Regions from separate parts of the Zea mays genome. Here all the other regions are linked to region 3. The links are chromatin contacts, called in public Hi-C maps. All regions are on one chromosome and are shown on one strand. The core of a region is the stretch at or near the end of the contact, and the rest is flanking DNA. Distances in the headings are between cores, read along the strand shown. Region 1 holds the start of LOC103654570 (DEAD/DEAH box RNA helicase family protein). Region 2 holds the start of LOC100384270. Region 3 holds the start of LOC100281598 (ATPase, coupled to transmembrane movement of substances).

What was found. A called contact is a pair of places that touch in the nucleus more often than the background predicts.
Region 1: a contact with region 3 is called in a Hi-C map of bundle sheath, with 4 times the contacts expected there. The contact joins the promoter of LOC103654570 here to the promoter of LOC100281598 in region 3. A contact is called at or near these places in 2 of 25 Hi-C or Micro-C datasets (bundle sheath and ear).
Region 2: a Hi-C map of ear shows a contact between it and region 3, with 2.9 times the contacts expected there. The contact joins the promoter of LOC100384270 here to the promoter of LOC100281598 in region 3. A contact is called at or near these places in 2 of 25 Hi-C or Micro-C datasets (ear and tassel).

What each region holds. Positions count from the first base shown.
Region 1 is chr4:212,952,259-212,956,509 of Zm-B73-REFERENCE-NAM-5.0, forward strand. LOC103654570 (DEAD/DEAH box RNA helicase family protein) reads left to right here and starts at 2,889. Exons shown (of 22, transcript XM_008681414.2): 1 at 2,889-3,003; 2 at 3,076-3,697. The coding sequence starts at 2,959.
Region 2 is chr4:213,189,619-213,193,597 of Zm-B73-REFERENCE-NAM-5.0, forward strand. It overlaps LOC100384270, which reads left to right and starts at 1,493. Exons shown (of 3, transcript NM_001176835.1): 1 at 1,493-2,028; 2 at 2,129-2,258; 3 at 2,339-3,138. The coding sequence starts at 1,573. The coding sequence ends at 2,685.
Region 3 is chr4:212,373,633-212,377,659 of Zm-B73-REFERENCE-NAM-5.0, forward strand. LOC100281598 (ATPase, coupled to transmembrane movement of substances) reads right to left here and starts at 2,257. Exons shown (of 3, transcript NM_001154517.3): 1 at 1,956-2,257; 2 at 1,008-1,836. The coding sequence starts at 2,078.

The DNA of each region.
Region 1 (4,251 bases), core at 1,639-4,138, 580 kb after region 3:
AAGTTACCATTATTAGCTTGGTATAGTTTCTCATTTGTCCCTCGGAAAGCCAAATTATGTTTAGCAAGAAACTTGACAGCAGAAACAATTCTTAAAAAAAACTTGTCTCCAACGCTCTATCTCCTTTGAAATTTCCCGCTGCAAATCATCATAAATTGTTTTATGTTTGCTCAACCTCATCCTAAGTTCATTCCAAGTATTCATGTTTGTCAGATGATCAACACTGCTATCATGTTCTTTGAGTCTCCTACTGAGACGCTGCCAGTCCCTCACTCCATCAGATGCTAACAAAGACTTGCTTTTGCTTGACTTGAACAACTTGCAACAAAAACAATAAACTTTGTTCACATGTTTAGAGTAAACCAACCACTTTCTATCAAACGACTCGCCATTACTTAAATTTCTGGAATAGTAAGCATATGAAAAAAGTCTACCAATGGAATCCTTAGGAAAAACCAGATTCATATCTCTTACCGGGCCCTTTTCAATTAAGATATCCCTTTTGTTATTGTCAAGATTATCCTATGTTCTAAGATCAAAGATAGATAAACCAGAACTATCTTGTTCATCATCATTTGATTTTTCATGATCAGATAAGGGCTGCAAGTTTTCCCACATCATACTATCCTCAACCACATTAATTGTTGTAACTAAATTTTCTTCCATTGAACCATCTTCACTGATCTTACCTTCTGCATTTAAATTATGATCACGTTCATGATCATGGTCCTGTTGCGTATGATCATCAGCAGGATCAGATTCCTGCCCTTCAACTTCGTTCACATCAATATTAAAGAACTTATGTAAAGCGCCCTTTTGCGATTCAACCAATTGATCTTCATGTTTTCTCTTTTTTTCTTTTTTGATAACTTGACAATGATTTCTTAGGCAACATCTAAGACCTAATCAGAAAAGCAAATAATTAAAATTTTAAAGAACACGTATCATGTATGACATGTGCACTAAAAATATTTTTTAAACATCTAATCTAAGCGGCTAGTACGCTACATAATATGAAGCGGTGTAAGGAAATCACCAAATCAGTAAATTAAATCACCTATTCACCTAGATTGTGTCGCTATGGAAGATGACGGATCGACTCGGCTGCTCGTCGCTTGGGCGGCTTGGCCTGTGGCCTCTTGGTTGGCTGGTTGCAGACTTGCAGGTTGCCGATGGCCGGAAGTCGAGAGCCTGGCGGAGTGGCGGCGGCGGCTGGTGTCCAACTGTCCTGGCTGATCGTGCGTCTCAGCGTCTAGCCCTGAACTCCTGTGCGGCGCATCTAGACAAGTAGACGTTCTGGTTCCTGGACTCCTATAGTCCTGCGCATTGTGCATGGAGACGTAGAGCCTAGCTCTTGGGCTTCTAGGGACAAACAGCATGCCAGCCTACATCCTTACCCCTACTACATATTAGATATTGGGCCCCTGTCTTTTTTGGCCCCCCCGGCGGTCGCCTTCGGTGCATGGGCCTTGGGCCGGCTCTACCTAAAGGTTTGAGGGCTCATGGAGGGTCTTGGGTGGCCTTGACAATAAGTCCAAAAGCTCCATGAAGTCTAGGACACCTCGGGGCCATGGCCCCCAAATTTTAGTTTGTTTTTACAAATGGTGAGGGTCGGAACAACCTTATAATTTTGAGCGGCCATGATATCAAGTTGCTCGGTGTTGGGGAGAAGACTTTGCCGAAGGTCCTTAGGTAACGAAACTCGATGTTTTAATTAGGTTTCAAGAGGCAGGTTCCACATGTTTTGATTGTCTACTTTGTTAAGATGGAGAAAGAAGCGAGGCTTCGTCGGCATGAAGGAAATGAAGCTTCGATACCTGCTTCATGAAGTGACAAGAGAGGTAAATCTTTGTTTGACTTGAGCAACAAAAAGACGAAGGAGCTCAAGAAGACGTACACAACACGTCTTGTGGGAGAAAGGACAAAAACACCCTCCACTACTACTATAGATCCCATTTATAGGAATGTGGCATTACTGTAATTTTATACAAAGGTGTATAAAGTCGCACTTGTATAAATAGGTGAACAATAACCATGCACACAACACTTTTTAGCAATCCACATACTCCCACTACCTTCGAAGGGCTTAGCCTATTCACCTTCGGATAGCCTACGTTCGTTCCGAATGTATCTTGTAATGAAACTTATATGATAAAGGAAACGAATGATTTTGGTTATGATGTTATTCCCTTTGCCAATCCCATTTACATTTGAATTATACATTTACCTTCTTCATCGTATTTTCCTTCTTCTCTTGCCTTCTTGCATTCATCGGTAATTGTGTTACCCTGTTATGGTTTTCCACGAGAGCTTTAACATGTGACCAACACTGGTACGAACACAAGTCATATAATAACTGAACTCTTTATAATTTCTTTTATTAAGGTTCTTGAAAAACATCTTGGAAGTGTAGAAAATGTTTTTTAATACAATGATATATGCCACATGTTTGCTGAAAGGCAACTTTTCAATTTTTGAACATTTTTGTTATATACTTTCTCTGTTCCAATTTATAATTCGTTTGACTTTTTTTATCTAAGTTGACTGGCTCGTCTTATTAATTTTTTTCATAATTATTGTTAATTTTTACTATGATATTGTTTATCATATAATATATTTTAAATATGGCTTTGAATTTTTCATTTGTTCAAGAAAATTTGAATAAGACGGGCCAGTTAAACTTAGCACAAAAAAGTTAAACGAATTATAATATAAAAGAGAGGGAGTAAATAAAATACATCATAGACATGCAATCCGCCAATCCGTAGCTGAGCCCTATAGCCCGCTAGAAATTGGGCCGGGCCGCCAATCCGTAGCTGAGCCCTATCGCCATACCCGTGGTCTAGTAGCCCATGTTAGCTCATCGTCTTCTTCAATCTACCCGCCCAAATTGGACGTGCCCTCCAGAATACCAAATTCCCCGACCTTCGCCGAGCTTCTCCAACGCTCCAGCGGTTGATGTCCGTCCCACCGCGGCTCTCCGTCGATTTCTACGATGACGACGTAAGCGCCCCAACCCCCCCAAACCTCTCCGCCTCGGCTCGTCGCGCCCCGCTCACGTAACCCTAACCGCAGGGCTTCGACTGGGAGGCCGCCGTGCAGGAGATCGACAGAGCCTGCGCCTTCGCGTCGGCCTCCGCCCCCGCTCCCGCTCCCGCCCCCGCCCCCACTCCGGCGCCGGTGCATCATCCGCTGCCGCCGCGGCCCCCCGAGCCATCGGCATCGGCGCCGCTTCACAGGCCACCGGCGGCGGGCGGCGGCACGGCGCGGCAGTCGACGCTCGACCGCTTCGTCGACTCATTTACCAAGAGGCGACTAGAGAAAGAGAGGCCCGCTCCAGCGCCCGTGCAGGCGGCGTCGTGGGGCGTGGGGGTGGAGCCAGTCGGCGGCGGCCTAGGGCGGCCGGGTGTCCGCGCGGGCGAGGGATGTTCGGGACAGGCGAACGAGAGAGCTGTGGAGGACCGGTTCATCGAATCCTTCACCAGGAGGCAGCAGGAGAAGGAGAGGGCTGCGTCGGAGGTGGCACCGGCACTGGCTGGTGGTCAGGGGCGCCCTGCAGCTCGTGCTGGCAAGGGATGCTCGGGTCGGGGCAATCGTGCTGGCAAGGGATGCTCTCGTCGGCCCAGTATGGAGATTGAGTATGGTCTCTGCGCTGTCTCCCTGGACCACGAGGCTGTCAAGACATGGATCTATCCAAGTGAGGGGGTTTGAGTTTCTACAGCATTTTGCCAATAACTGTTCTTTGTTCTGGTTTTCATGCTGGGATTCAGCTTATGGGTGGAGTTGTCTTGGAAAATAGACATCTTTAGTGAATGCTGGCACTTTATTAGTTAATAATGGCAGCCATCTTGCTTGAGGATACATTCCAGCAGTTCTTGCTGGTACTGAAGTGTACAAGATGCTTGGGAATGCGGAAACTGACTCTAAACTTTGTTTTGTTAAGCACTTGAGCAGCCATATTAGGTAGACGATTGCATCAGGAAATCAAGCAAAAAACTATAACATAAGGATAAGTGGTTTAGTTTGCTGGAGTAGCACTGCACCCATAGAAGCATGCACCTCTTTTAGTTGAAGCAGATAGAGATGGACTAGGAGCTTGTCCACCCTTTGCAATATGTTTTTGTTGTATCAAACAAATGTCATTTTTGAGGATGTTATTGTTGCAACTTCTTAGCTTGGTTATTTGGATTTTGGGATATCTTGGCTTGATTATTCATGTCTTTAGAATGCAGGTTTTACTAGGCCTTCACA
Region 2 (3,979 bases), core at 243-2,742, 820 kb after region 3:
AGCAGCTAAAAGTATTTAGAGCACATTAAATAAATAATAAGAAGACCAAAATACCACCCATTCTCTCTCAATTAGTGGAACTAAAATAATTAAGGGGCAAAAAGTGAAATTAATATGGTTTAGTCTCATTTAGTCACCCTTTGATGGACTAGAGACTAAACTAGTTTAGTTCTTATTTTAGTCCCACCGTTTGATATTTATCGTGAGTTTGGTTGCCTGTATTTGCTGGTGCCTGCATCGCGGGATATAATGAGCTAGTGTTTGTTTGTTGTCAACGAGGATCTACGCGTGCGAGGTGTGTGTTTGGTTACATGCATGCAGATGTAGAGCGAGGCTTGTACGATACTCAAAGCACCCTGGGTCAGGGTCTGCAGGCGCGAGCAAATTGGTCGCATCTTTGAAACCAGGCTCCCGCGCGGCCTGGCTCATGCAACAAGGCTACAGGGAGAAGCCAACCAAACAGGCCTTAAAGACTAAATGAGAATAAAATAAAAGAACTAATCTTTAGTCACTCAAACCAAACAGAGACTAAATATTCGATAAAGTTTTAAGACACAACAATTACATAAAAACAAATTATATATATATATATATATATAATATATAGTCATGTACTCTTAGCCGGCATATAAGTTTTACCTTATCTCTAGTTTGTAGACGAGATGGATGAAGGAAACATCTTATACGAGACGCCGGACGACTATTAAAATTAGTGATTTATATTAGTAGAGATAAAGGTTGGGAAAACCAAAAATAACAGAAGAGGCCGTGGTAGGTTTCATCTCAAAATATGTGATCATTATTTGCAGCATTAATATCTGATTAGGACTAGCTAAAATTATACACCACTACTATACGATCAATTATTAAGCATGCCGTCCGCGTCTACCAGCCTAGCCTGTAGCTGCAGCTGGGTACAGTCCCAGCGTACAGCTAGCAAGCTCCCTTCCCCAGAACAAACTGGAATAAAAGCAGCATGGGAGGAAGGATGGTGACCATCAAATGGAAAAAAATTAATAAAAAAACACAAAGAAAAAACTGCATAAAAGTGTCTGAATTTTAGATAATTTGAGTCAACACGCATGTATAACCTAATTAGTATGAAATGTTGCTTTTATGATTTGTCTTTGTATTATAACAAATCATTTTTTTTTGTCTTTGCTTAACTATACAAATATTTTTTTTATTATTATCGTGCCAACACGTAATTAGATTTGTTAGGTTTATAATGTTGTCTTATAAATTCTTTATTCTCGAAACTACAAATTACAGACTATATCTATATAAAATACAATAAATCGTATATGTAATTTTAGTATTAAAAATATATAATAACTATTATCTGAAAAAAACTAAAATCCATATACCTGAATTTAGCAAAATCCCAACGGAAATAGGACAACGGGCACTCAAGTGAAGCGCACCTACCTACCTACCTACCTACACCTACCAAATACAGGCAGCGCCCCTCCCCTCCTCTCCCCTCGCTGCGGCTCTGCTTCGCAGCCAACCAACCACTCGACCGGGTGGTCCACCTCCCACCCCATCACACCACCACACCAACTCGGTCAAATGCATGGGCACGGGGCCATGGCTCACTCACAGGGATCCGGGTCAATGGGGCGGGCACCCTCGGCCCTCGCTCCTCCACGCTCTCCACCTCGACCCCTCTTTCGTATAAAACCAACCACTCCTCCCCCGCTCCTCCCCGGCTCCTTGCCTTTGTTCTGTTCTCCATTCGCGAAAGGCTCGCAGCAAAACCACGCCATCGATCGCCGCCACCAGTCCAGCATCCTCCGATCGACTACGTACTCCCACCCACTCCGGCAGCAGCGAGGCCTCTCTGTCTGTGCGCGGCGTGGCTGTCGTCGATCTCTGCCTGGCGGGCGGCCGGCATGGGGAGGTCCCCGTGCTGCGAGCAGGCGCACACCAACAAGGGCGCGTGGACCAAGGAGGAGGACCAGCGCCTCGTCGCCTACATCAAGGCCCACGGCGAGGGCTGCTGGAGATCGCTACCAAAAGCCGCAGGTGCGTAGGATGCGGATCAAGATATATGCATGCCATGCTTGTATGTTTCCAAGATGGGGTGAGTTTGATAGATGTGCGGGGCGGATGGACGGCTGTGCAGGTCTGCTGCGCTGCGGGAAGAGCTGCCGGCTGCGGTGGATCAACTACCTGCGCCCGGACCTCAAGCGCGGCAACTTCACCGAGGAGGAGGATGACCTCATCATCAAGTTCCACGAGCTCTTCGGCAACAAGTAGGCTGCCATGCCATGCATGTCCATAGAGATGAAATTAAAAAAAGAAGAACCGTTCCTGATCGCGTATGTGTATGCAGGTGGTCGCTCATCGCCGGGAGGCTGCCGGGCAGGACGGACAACGAGATCAAGAACTACTGGAACACGCACATCAAGCGCAAGCTCCTCGCCCGCGGCATGGACCCGCAGACGCACCGCCCGCTCGCCAGCGCGACCGCGGGGCAGCAGCATTACCAGCTGCAGGAGCCGCAGAAGCGAGCGGCCGGCGGCGGTCCAGCAGGCCATCCGCACCAGGACCACTTGGAGGTCGTCGTCATCTCGAACTCGCCGGACGAGGCCTACAGCCGTAGCAGCGACGACGAGCCGCGGTCCGCCACGCCGCCGCGGCGCCACCTCGACATCGACCTCAACCTGTCCATCAGCCTAGCGGCCTACCAGCCGCCGGAGGAAACCGGCATCATCAAGCAGCCACTGGTGATGAAGCAGGAGCAGGAAACGGCGGCGGGCGGCACCAATGCCGCGGCGGTGTGCCTGTGCCTCAACAGCCTCGGGTACCGGCCGGGCGTCGAGTGCGTCTGCGGCGACGGCAGCTCCTCCTCCTCCTCCTCGCACTCCCACTCCCACTCCCACCAATGGGCTCTGAATTTTTTACAGGCGGCGGCGCCCTGCTACAGAGGCCAATAGTGTAGTAAGAGCGATCAGTGACATCATTAAAATGGGAGCGTTATTACGATCGAGACTGAGGGTGAGGGAGGGGGGCAGAGCTGAGCAGGGATAGTAGTTAACTACAGCTAGTAGTAGTAGTAGTACGTAAAAGACACACATGCTTAGGCTTTAACAAGTCTCTGAAACACGCATCATGGGTTATGAGTTGTGCTCTCGTCTTGTCGTTTCAATTCGGAGGACAAAGTGATCATGCTATGCCCATGCCTCCTCAACAAATCATGCTTTAGAGTAGTTTGATCATCGATGATCTTCTTCCATCACCTATAGCTAGAGCAGATGTTCTCTTCTTGCGGCAAAAAAAAACCCCCCGCATCAGTAGTCATGTGCATGCATGGCTGATAATGGCCTGCCTTCTTCCTGCCTGAGATGCTGATGAAAAGCAAAGCGCAGTGACCACTTGGACGGTGCTTCGCTGGTGGCTATGGACAAGCCAGGTTACTGGATGTCTGCAGCCACACATGACCCACTTGGACGCGCGCTGCTCACAGAAACAGAAAAGCTGGGTGCCGGTTTTTGGCTTGGAAAAAGCTTGTCTAGCTTGTAGAGCGAGGGAAGGGGAACTGGGCATCGGAGCATGATGCATGCGAATGGGATTGATGAGATGAGAGATGCCCTTCCTTTCCTCTGGACTCTGTTGGTTGGTTAGGTACAGTAGGTAGGTAGGTACAAGGGGCGGAAGGGATGTGAATGCAAGGGATGAAAAGTGCCACGGAGCAGCGGCATGGATTGGTTGGGGGCCGCTTTTGTTTGGTTTCTTATTATTAATGGCCTACTTGTAACTGGTCGGAGCATGAGCATTTGAGTTGAGCATGCATGATGGTGGTGGTTGGTAGTCTATTGGCAGGTAGTGTCAGGAACTCACGACAAGATCCAAGCAAGCTTTCAGGCTTTTAATTTCGAGCAGAGTGGGGGCCAGCAATGGTGAACTTCAGTTTAAGCACAGCACCAAACAGTGGTCTGGGCTAGAGTAGGGAAAATTTTACCGCCGACACACG
Region 3 (4,027 bases), core at 1,007-3,506:
AGCAGCTCTACTCTAAAACTCTGGGTGGAGCAGCTCTACTCCAGAGTTTAGATTGTTTCTCATAACCAGTGGCAATGGCGGGTAAATAACTCAAAACTCCATGACTAGGTTGTTTTTTTGGAGTTTTCAGAGCAGCAAAAGAGGTACTCCAAAAAATTGTACTGCAGCTCCAAAAACTCCATAGAGTTTACAACTCTGGAGTTAGGGTGTTTGGCATGCTCTGGTCAGCTCCTCCTTGGAGTTTTGCTCTGGAGCCATGCCAAACAGGCCCTTAGAATGGCTCTGGGAGTATCTACCAAGCATAGCTAGTATATAGTATGTACCTTTCTGTTGGACGATGATGATGTTCAGCCACAGTGGTAGTGCCCTAATTCCCACCTTCAGTGACAGGTGTCCCTGTAGGTGTGTGATTTTTCAACCATAAAGTGCTTTGCAGAAAATAAAGCACTAGGGAGGGATGCATGGCAGGCACTACTCACCATCTCCACTCTTTTTCCCCCCTTCCTCTCATGCTCTTTCTCTCTCCCCTCTCTCTCTCTCTCTCTCTTCTTTGTTGGGTGCACTCCACACTCACTCACCAGGCGTTGCGCTTGTCTCCGGTCTCATGATGAATCTAATCCTCTCATCAATTGCAGAAAAAAGGTGAGCAAGAACACACAGACACTTGCTCCAGACTTCAACGCCACTTGTTCTAGTAGTGATCTGGTCAATCTAGTGATTCTCTCTCATGTCTCTAAATGTGTGTTTCAACTCTTCATAATCTTTTGGTTAGCTAGCTTAGCTAAGAATGAAGAGAAATATATGTATGTGTGTGTGTGTGTCTGCTTTTCCTGTCGCAGAGGATCAGACCATGATGAATTTGGTGGTTAGTTAGCTAGCTCTTTCACTTGTCTTATAGGTAATGCACAGGAAACTGAAACAACGCATAATAAGAGACATGCAACGCAAAGCCTTTTGCTGAGGCCAACAAGGAAAGGAAGGTAGCGTAAAGCACGAGAGAGACTCACCATTTGCGAGGTCGAGCATGAAGTCGGCCGGGTTGACGTGGAAGCCCGGCGCGAAGCCGACGGAGGCGAAGTAGTCCATGGCGTCGCGGCCGGCGCCGAAGTAGAGGCAGCTGCCCTCGGCGAGCAGCAGCACGGAGTCGAACATGCGGTAGACGCGGGAGGAGGGCTGGTGCACGGACAGGACGACGGTGCGTCCCTTCCTTGCCAGCGCCGACAGCGTCGCCACGAGGCGCGCCGCGGCGGTGGAGTCCAGCCCCGACGTGGGCTCGTCGAGGACCAGCAGGCTCGGGTTCACCAGCAGCTCGTGCCCGATGCTGACGCGCTTGCGCTCCCCCCCGGACACGCCGCGCACGAAGGCGTTCCCGACGACGGTGTCGGCGCACGCCGCGAGGCCCAGCTCCGCGATCACGGCCTCGGCCGCGGCGGCCTTGGCGGACGCCGGCGCGGACCGCGGGAGGCGCAGCATGGCGCAGAAGGCCAGCGTCTCGCGCACCGTCAGGTGCGGGTGCAGCACGTCGTCCTGCGCCACGAACCCCGTGCGGCGCTGCACGGCGCGGCACGGAGGGCGCCCGCCCGCCAGGACCGTCCCGCTGTGGCGGCCCGCCAGCCGGCCCCCCAGGATGGACAGCAGCGTCGACTTGCCGCTCCCCGATGGGCCCAGCACCGCTAGCACCTCCCCCGGACGCGCCTCGCCGGTGATCCCCTTGAGGATCGTCCGCTCCTCCGCCGTCGCGGGGGCGCCGGGACCCGAGTGTGATATCCGGCCGCCCGGCGGCGCCTTGGACGCCGACCGCTCCGTCTGCTTGACGCGGTACGACACGTCGATGAACTGGAGACAACCGACAAATCGGTGTGTTAATTTGGATTCAATTCCTTTGGAAGCAGGTATATATAGCCGTCGTCTCCTATAGTCCTCTAGCCTCCTAGGTCGTCGCAGGCACCACCTACCTGGAGGTCGAGCGGCGTGCAGACGGTGGTCAAGAAGCAGTCCATCTTGGACGCCGCAGGGGCCGTCGTGGCGAGGGCGCCGCCGCCGCCGCTTCCGTGCACGTCCTCGGCGTTAGGAGGCATTGTACGTACGTGGCCGCTAGTATCGAACAAAGCACAAGATGCTCCAGCAGCTTATATAGAACGCAGCAGGATTGGGTGGTGTGGATGGGACTGGCCAGGGGTGCAAGGTGGCCGCTTGCGATAGAGAGAGAGAACTTGAGGGGAGGCCGGGGCAGCTTATTAGCAGAGTGATGAGGAGGAAGGGGACGGCGAGGCGGGGCGCGGTTTATATGGAGGCGGCCATGCGGGTGGTGGTGAGGTCCACGTCACGGTTAGTGGGGGAGAGGGGGCACGTGGCGGGAGCCCGGGAGGGCGCGGCGAGTGGGGCGGCGGGCCCACCGGCGGAGGACGGAACGGAGCGGAGCCGCTTTTGGACCCACCAGCTGGTCCATCCGTGTGTGACACCGGTCGTCCGGACTCCGGACGTTCCATCCTTGTGTGACACCGGTCGTCCGGTCCGGGAAAGATGCGATGCAATGCAACGGCGGGAGAGGACGGGCAGCTAGAGAGGTGTACACGTTTGCTACTCCTACACCAGCAGGGGGCGGGCTGGCTGCCTGGGTTGGGGAAGGAAGGCCACACGAAACTGTGGCGGCGTAGTGGGGCGGCATGTGCACAAGCACAGCGTACAGCAGAGACTCCCCCGTCCCAACCGCGCTGCCTGCTCCTTCCCTGCCGTTAAAACAAAAGATAATTGGTGATCTGCTATAACCTAACGTTACTTCAAAACTATTTTTTAATAATTCATAAAAAACAGTATCAGACGATTACGATTCCCTATTGCGTTTCCTGTAAAAATGTGCTGTGCGTGTGATTTACTCTAATCAAATAGGAGTGCTTATTTCACATAATAATAAATATTAGGGATCTAATCTTTATTTAAATCTTTGGTCGATCGAACTAGTAATAACTAATAAGCACTCGATCCCTACCTCCGTAGAGGAAATAGTGCAACAATTCTCGTTCCTCTGTGGGTCAAACAAATTTAAGTTCAATTAAATTAATGTAAAAACGAATCGATAATTATCCATGAAATATATTTTTATAGTACTAAATATTATTTTTGGTACACCCGATACAGTTCAAAGCAAACTGGCATGTCTATAAGGCTTAACATCGTGTAATTTTTTTTGACGCAATATGGATATATATCGTCTGCTGGTTTCTCGGTACTTGCATGACACCACACCACCAACGGCCGGTCAAAAGAAAACTAGAGGTGCATGCTACTACTGCCTAATCTAGTGCCGACTACACACACAGAAACTCACAGTGACCGTGGATCGATAAGCTGATAACGTCAGCGTCGCCGCTCTCCCACGCACCCATGTATATGTATATATAGGCCGTGCGTTTGGCGCATGCAGAAGGCCGGTTCGTTCCAGCAGCTCGCATTGCCATTCTCGTGTGTGCTGGCTGCCAGTGCAATGCAAGCTACTCCTCCTGTACAAGGCTACAACACCATCAGCCGCATCAGCGACGTGGAGTACGACGGATAGGCATGCCTACGTTGCAGACTCGGAGGCAGGAATGGAGGATGGCCATGCAGTCATATCATCGAGGTCGTAGGCTATATATATAAATATATATAGCTCGTAGTCGTAGGAGTAGCTACCACTGTACCGCTAGCTCCTTGCGTTTCTACCGTCAGTAGGTCAAGTAACTAGTCCGGGCAACGAGGCAAATATATAGAAGCACTCCAAGGCAACAAGGCGGCCCCGGCCCCGGCCCCCGCGCGTCTCCATCTGTCCTCGTCCACGATGCCCCGCCAGGAAACCTGCCGGGTGCCGGCGACCCTGCACTGCACCCACCACGAGGTACAGCTCCTTCTTTGGATCTGCGTGCATGCGATGCCACGACGACGTGTATGTCCAGCCACTACCTCTCGCGGGCATATGCCGACAAGCTGCACGTACGTATATACTGCGTGTACGTAATACGGACCACCTCACGTCAGTTACTCTCTGCTT